2 separate regions of the Pan troglodytes genome follow, and region 1 is linked to region 2. The links are chromatin contacts, called in public HiChIP or PLAC-seq maps. All regions are on one chromosome and are shown on one strand. The core of a region is the stretch at or near the end of the contact, and the rest is flanking DNA. Distances in the headings are between cores, read along the strand shown.

Region 1 (3,034 bases), core at 217-2,716, 69 kb before region 2:
ATCTTACCCAAATTCCTTTCTAAGGGGTCTGGAGAGTCATGCCCTACAAACCATAAATTCTCATCAGATGGGTTTTATTTAACCCTGTATATCGTGACTTACTTTCCAATCTGACTCTGGCCTAACAAGGAAGAAAATAAAAATGTTTTACCCCAAAATATATTTCCTTGTCGTACCTTAAAACCCCACTGCAAAGTCTCTTGCAGGAAAAATCTGCATTTGGTGAGAATTCCCATCTCCCTTTGTTTTCCTTCCTTCCTTCCCAGATCCAGGAGACAATCAACTAAGAGCCAAGCACCCTTTTAAGTCCAATATAAAACAATTTACAACCTGCTCTCTCTAAAGTCTATCTAAGAGCTTCCTCTGCACAATAAAACTTGGTCTCCACAATCCTTTATCTCTAGCCTGAACATTCCTTTTTATGGATCCCAGGTCTTTAGATAACCTCAACCAGATAACGTTTACATTTACCGATTGAGTTGTCCCGCCTTTCTAAACTAAACCAATGTATTTCTTAAATGTATTTGATGTCTCACGCCTTCCTAAAATAGATAAAACCAAGCTGTACCCCAATTTCCTTGGGCACATGTTCTCAGGACCTCCTGAGGACTGTCACTGGCCATGGTCACTTGAATCTGGCTCAAAATAAATCTCTTCAAATATTTTTCAGAGTTTGATTCTTTTCATCAACCCATATCTATACCTTTTTACACCAAAAACATGTCTTTGCAAAATTACAGTTATTGGGAATAAGGCTTTTAACCTAATCTGGGGACTATCAAATATACTAATATTTTTCTTAAAAAAATTCTTTGTTTAAACTGCCAGATTCCAACTTCCAGAAAAATTCCAACAGAAATGCAACCGAGGGTCTAGAATTACTATCCTAAATCTCCGAAAATGTACAGGGGGTGGCGGGCGGGGCAGGGATGGCTCTATGTGAGCAGGAAAAAGCTTGGAACTCAAAGTCTTCCAATGGCGAAAGGGAACGTGCTCCTGCTGGGCGGGACGGCGGACGGCTGGCGGCGGCGCGGCCTCCAATTCTCGCCAACGCGCCCCGCACCCCCGTGCACTGGCGGGCCCTCCCCTCGGGCGTTGCCTCCCACCCACGCCCGGCGGCACCGCACCCCGAGGCGCTTCACGTCACGGAGCTGCTAGGAGACGGGCGGGGCTCCGGTTCCGGGTAGAGGCCTGGGACACGGGGAACTGTAAGGATGGGAGGAAGGCCGCGCAGGGACACCAGTTCTGCCGCCGCGGCCTAGCGCCCCAGGTCCCGGAGGAGGGGCACCAGGGCGGCCAGGGGCCCGAGCTTCCGGGGCACGCTTACCCGCGCAGGACTGAGGCCGCGTCCGCTCCCGCTCGGGCTGTCTCCCCCTTCCAGGCTCCAGGCCAGGCTTCCGCCCGACAAGCCCTGACCCGCTCGTCAGGACTGCGGCCCGGGGTTGGTGGTGCGGAGCGGAGCGTAGAATCCACTTCTCCGGGTTTTGGGAGGGGTTCGCAGCCCGCTTTCCGGGCGGCGGGGAGGCGGGGCCACCGCGGGGGCGGAGCTCGGCTGGGAGCCGGCAGTGGCTTGGGAGGGAGGGAGGGAGAAGGAGAGGGGCGGGAAGGCTCCTCGCGTTTTCCACGCCCCCGCCCAGCTCTGGGCTGGTGGTAAATCTCGGAACTGGTCCGGACTGGGCGAGTTCTGGACGGAGGGGCATGTTTGGGAATCCTCTTGGAAGAATTTACGTAATCGAATGGGCTGGGACTGGTGGAAAAGAGTTGGACCGTCCGGAAAGAAGCAGGAGGGCGGCGCGGGGGCCTGGCACCCTTAGAAAGTGGGAAGTGTGAGTGTAAAAGGGAGGGGCACTTCTGCCCGTTGGGCCCAAAAACCCTTTTCTGGCTTTAGCTAGTAGAACCACTCAAAATTTAAACGGAGTCAGCTTGATGTGGCATATTTGATAAGCTGGATAATATTTCCTGCACCACCGCACCCCTCCCCCCACCCCAACACCAACAAGAAAATAACACAAGTCACGGTTCTTGTTCCTTGTGGGCTGACATTTCCCTACCTCTGGAGCCACGTGTCCGAAGCAGCTTGTAGTTGAGAAGTGATGGGGGAGAGGAGACAGCACGGGAGAGAAAGGAGGGAAGCCAGCTTATATTCAGGTGCCTTAAGTATTTAAAAATATTTTCAGTGTAATATTCGATGCATTCAAAAGAGCATATTTACCAAATATGTAAAATTTAAAGTATGCTAATGAAACTATCACTCCACCACGTTATCAGTATTTAGCATGTATCCATGCATCTCCAGGATTCTACTCCTGGCCTCTTAGCTCACCACCACTATCTTCAGTTTTGTCCCTCTTTGCCATTTTTAGTGGTTTTATCATATTTGGATGCATTCCTGTGTATTGGTGTATTTTTCTTCTTTTTGAGCTTTATAAAAATACATATAGCCTGGAATTCGCTTTTTATCACTCAACATTTGTTTTTTTGGTTCATCCAAGTTGTTACGTGTAGTAACAGAACATTTATTTCTTACTGCCTAGTCAAAAGCAAGTTTTCTCCTGTCAGGAATGTATTCAATACTGTAGCGGATAGGATTATAAATGCACTTTAAGTGTTTTCTTTATTGATGGGAACCACACAGACTAAATGTATCAGACTTCCCAAGTTCGTAGGTCACATACCTATAACAGAACTCTTTTCCTGGGTTTTGTGACATTTCTAATTGTTGTAATTTCTTTTGCCATTATAAAAATTAGTCACTTTTGAACCTAATTTGTATTCATCATTCTGAATCTTTTTCTTTAAAAGCCTCCTCTTTTCCAATTATATAAGCTCATACCCCATAAAACCTGAATCTGCCCCTAGTAATTACTAATAAGGCTAGTAGGAGCATTCTTGTTCACCTTCTGTGCATGCGCTGGACTCTAATTTGAACCTAGGATTAGCACTGCGGCAGCAGAGGCTATGGGGGCTGTTCAGCTTTCAAAGATAAAGCAGAAATGTTTTCAAAGTGGTTGTACCAATCTATACTGCCACCAGT
Region 2 (3,422 bases), core at 204-2,703:
ACCCTGTCATCATGTCATCAATGGGAAAAACCGACAAGTAACTGATTATTGCCACACGATGTGACAGATGCTACGACAGAAATAAGAACAGGGTGCTCCAGGAACAACAGGGGAGGCACCTGTGTGACAGCCCTGACTGGAAAGTTGTCAGCAGCTGTCAGGGAAGGCTTCATGGAGGAAGTGACTACTGTGGAGTTTGAAGGTGCAGTAGGAGTAAGCTGGGTGGACAGAGGAACCACCCTGAGCAAGGAGGTAGAGATCTGAGAAGGCATGCTCATTGAAGAAAATAGAGAGCAGTTCTGACAAAATGAAGCTATAAAGGCCGGTAGATGCCAGATCACAAAGGGCATTAGCTTGTTTTGTGAAAGAATTTATGCTCTTTTCTGAGAGAATGGGGAGGCATTGTTGGACCTGTGCCCTCTCAGAGATAAAATTTAAGTGGAGAGCACTGAGTTAAGAAAATATCTCGATATCATGAAATTAACACAGGTTTGGAGCCCCCACAGATCCTCAATCCTGGTTAAGTTCCATGTATGACCTAATCAACTCCACCTCTCTTTCGTGGACAATCAGCAATGACATCTACCTCTCAGGATTATTGCGAGGGCTAAATGAGATAGTGCAGGTCAAGTTCGCTGCAAAGTGTGTGTCACATAATGAACATTTTAAGTAAATATCAACTCTTTTCGATGAAGCACTGTGTAAGTAGAATATGAAAGCTATTGCCAGGCCTCTCCCTCCTCCCTTCCTTCCTTTTCCTCTCTCAGCAGTGCAGGCAGCAGCAGCCAAAAGCCAGGGACGTGGAGGATGTCCACTGAAGCGAGTACTCCAGAGCGATGATTAAAAGGCAGCCGCCCCGAATCCCGGGCGCGGGCGGGGAGCGAGGCTGGGCATGCTCAGTGGGCCGGAGACGGGAGGGAAGCGGGGCGGGGGCGGGGGCGGGGGCGGGGGTTGGGGGGGTGGGGGGTCGGAGCCGCGCGAGGGCGCATGCTCAGTCCCCGCATCTGCTCCTTCATCCAGTGCCGCAGCCGGAAAACCGCAGCGGCGGCGGCGGCGGCGGCGGCGGCGGCGGCTGAGGGGGAACGATCCAGCGAGCTGCAGAAAGGGGGGCAGGAAAAAATTACAAGGACATTACTGATAAGACAGGAACTGAGAGCTTGGGATTCGCGGCCTCTCCCAGGCCACCACCTTCGCCGTCAGCAAGGGAGGAAGACCCGGGAGACGGCAGCGGCGACGGCGGCAGGGGAAGGAGGAGACGGCGACGGGAGGGAGCACAGAGGAGGGGACGGGCCGGCGGCGGCCTGTGAGCCGCAGTGATTTTGACGTTTTCCGCTGCTGCGTCTCCGGCGGGCAGGGGCCGGGCTGCGCTGGGTGGGCCAGCTCGCCCCGCGCTTCCCCCTCGTCCTGCTCGTCCCTCCGCCCACCCGGGGCCTGAGGGGTCTCCCCGCTCCGAGGGAAGGGGAGAGGGAGGCGAGGGCGTGCGGGCCTCGCGATGGCGGGGACATTTTCCACAACGTGATTGTTGAAGGCTCCCTCCACCCCCCCTCCCTTAAAATTCCGGGCCCTTCCAGCCTCCACCCTCCCCCAAGCCCGTGTGACTAAACCGAGACAAAGGGGAGGCGGCCTCGCTCACACGCGGGCTCGCGGGGCGGGTGGCTCGGAGGGGCGCGGGCACGGGGCGGACCTCGCGCGGACGGACGGACGGAGACGGCGCCGCCACATTCCTATGCCCGGGAGCGGCGGCGGCGGCGGCTCCCGCGGGAGGCGGCAGGCGCGCGGCGCGGACAGCTGAGCTTCTCCTCCGTCGGCGCCCGGGCGGACATCGCCCGGTTCCCGATGGTTTGAGCTTGCTTCTCCCTCCCTCCCGACCCCCGTGGTGGCGAGGCCACGCCATGTGAAGGTTAGGGCCGGGACATCCCGAGGAGCCGCGGTGAAAGATGGGGGATGCTGCAGACCCCAGGGAGATGAGAAAGACGTTCATTGTTCCAGCCATCAAGCCTTTTGACCACTATGATTTCTCCAGGGCCAAAATCGCCTGCAATCTGGCCTGGCTGGTGGCCAAAGCCTTTGGGACAGGTTAGTGGTGTCACCCTTTCCCTCCCCTCTTCCTCCTGATGTGGTCCACATCTCGGTTTTTGTTCCCGATTCTCGAATCCCTCCCTCCCCGTGCCTGTCTTCTCGTACAGGTTAAGGGAGATGATGGGAGGCTAGGAAGAGAAAGAAAGGAGAAATAAGGAAAGCAGGTTTGGTCTTCAATGAAGGGCACGTGAATGGTCAGGTGGGATTTGGCCAGATTCCTTTTATTGGATGGCAAAATGTCCCCCCCACCCCCCAGTGAGCAATTTTATGTTTTTACATAGAGTGGTTTTGATTTGTGGTATTTTCTTCATTGTGTTGCGTACATTTCTGCCTCAGTCATAATTGTGATTACACCACCAAGAAATCTGAGTTGGTTTCTTTATTATTGCAAGAAGGTGGATGGTGCATAGTACTATATTGATTTTGACATTTGTAATGATGGCTGCTATTCAGGCTCCGTTGGATGTAAGGTGGCCTGTGTCGAGTGCGGTATTAATTTTTGTTGTCATTCTTTAAGGCTGTATCAGCCTTCTGCACACATGTTAAGTTCTTATTAAATCAGTTATTTAAAACCAGTGTTCAGTTTGCTGACTGTAGGGTGCAGTTTTCATTTCATATTATCAGTGAGGCATATTCTTTTTTCCAAATGTATTTTGGCTTCATAAATTAAAAGAAACAAAAACTCCCTACTTTGGGAAATTTTTTAATAGATGAGTTTTTTGAAGGCGTGTGCTGTTGACACAGAAATTGTATAGTACAGTAGCAGTTAAACACTCCCTCCATAACCCAGTCTTTGCAAAATAACAGGAAAAGGGCCTCCCGTTATGATTCTTTAGTGTTGCTTTAGGAGCCCATGTTGTGAAATGTTAAAAAAATTAGAGAGCTGCTTTTCATTGGAAGATGCTTCTGTAATTTGGTAACTTTTAAGAGTAATTTTACAAGATTTCTATTCCCTAGTTAATGAAGTTTAGATATATGAAATATTTGTTGAAAAGTTCCCTAGTACTCACAAATTTCCACATGTTAAATATAGGGTTTTTCAGGGGGAGGGTGACTAATTTCCAATTTTAGGACTATGTAATGTTTTGGTAAATGGTTTAGTTCAGTTTTACTGCTTAAACTTACACAGCTGAGTATTTTCAGGACTTACACATCCTACTTAAATAGCAGATTAATCTCAGTGTTTGGAAAATGATTTGAATTTGTTTTTGGGGAAACTTCACATTGATGTGATTTTATGTTTATGGCAGCCTTAATTTTACTTGAATTTTCATGCTTTAATATTAAGCTGGCATCAGGAATAAATATAGTAAATCCTTTTCAAATTATTTAAATTTTAAACA

The links. HiChIP or PLAC-seq counts read pairs in DNA pulled down with a chosen protein or histone mark.
Region 1: an H3K4me3 HiChIP or PLAC-seq map of stem cell-derived excitatory neurons shows a contact between it and region 2, with 4 times the contacts expected there. The contact joins the promoter of DDX59 here to the promoter of CAMSAP2 in region 2. A contact is called at or near these places in 1 of 7 Hi-C or Micro-C datasets (stem cell-derived neural progenitor cells) and 1 of 1 datasets of contacts at active chromatin or transcription factors (stem cell-derived excitatory neurons).

Annotation. Positions count from the first base shown.
Region 1 is chr1:48,422,022-48,425,055 of NHGRI_mPanTro3-v2.0_pri, reverse strand. DDX59 (DEAD-box helicase 59) reads right to left here and starts at 1,466. Exons shown (of 8, transcript XM_016935278.4): 1 at 1,328-1,466. It overlaps LOC134808431 (a long non-coding RNA gene), which reads left to right and starts at 1,325. Exons shown (of 3, transcript XR_010151307.1): 1 at 1,325-1,441.
Region 2 is chr1:48,352,379-48,355,800 of NHGRI_mPanTro3-v2.0_pri, reverse strand. It overlaps CAMSAP2 (calmodulin regulated spectrin associated protein family member 2), which reads left to right and starts at 1,453. Exons shown (of 17, transcript XM_514085.6): 1 at 1,453-2,076. The coding sequence starts at 1,938.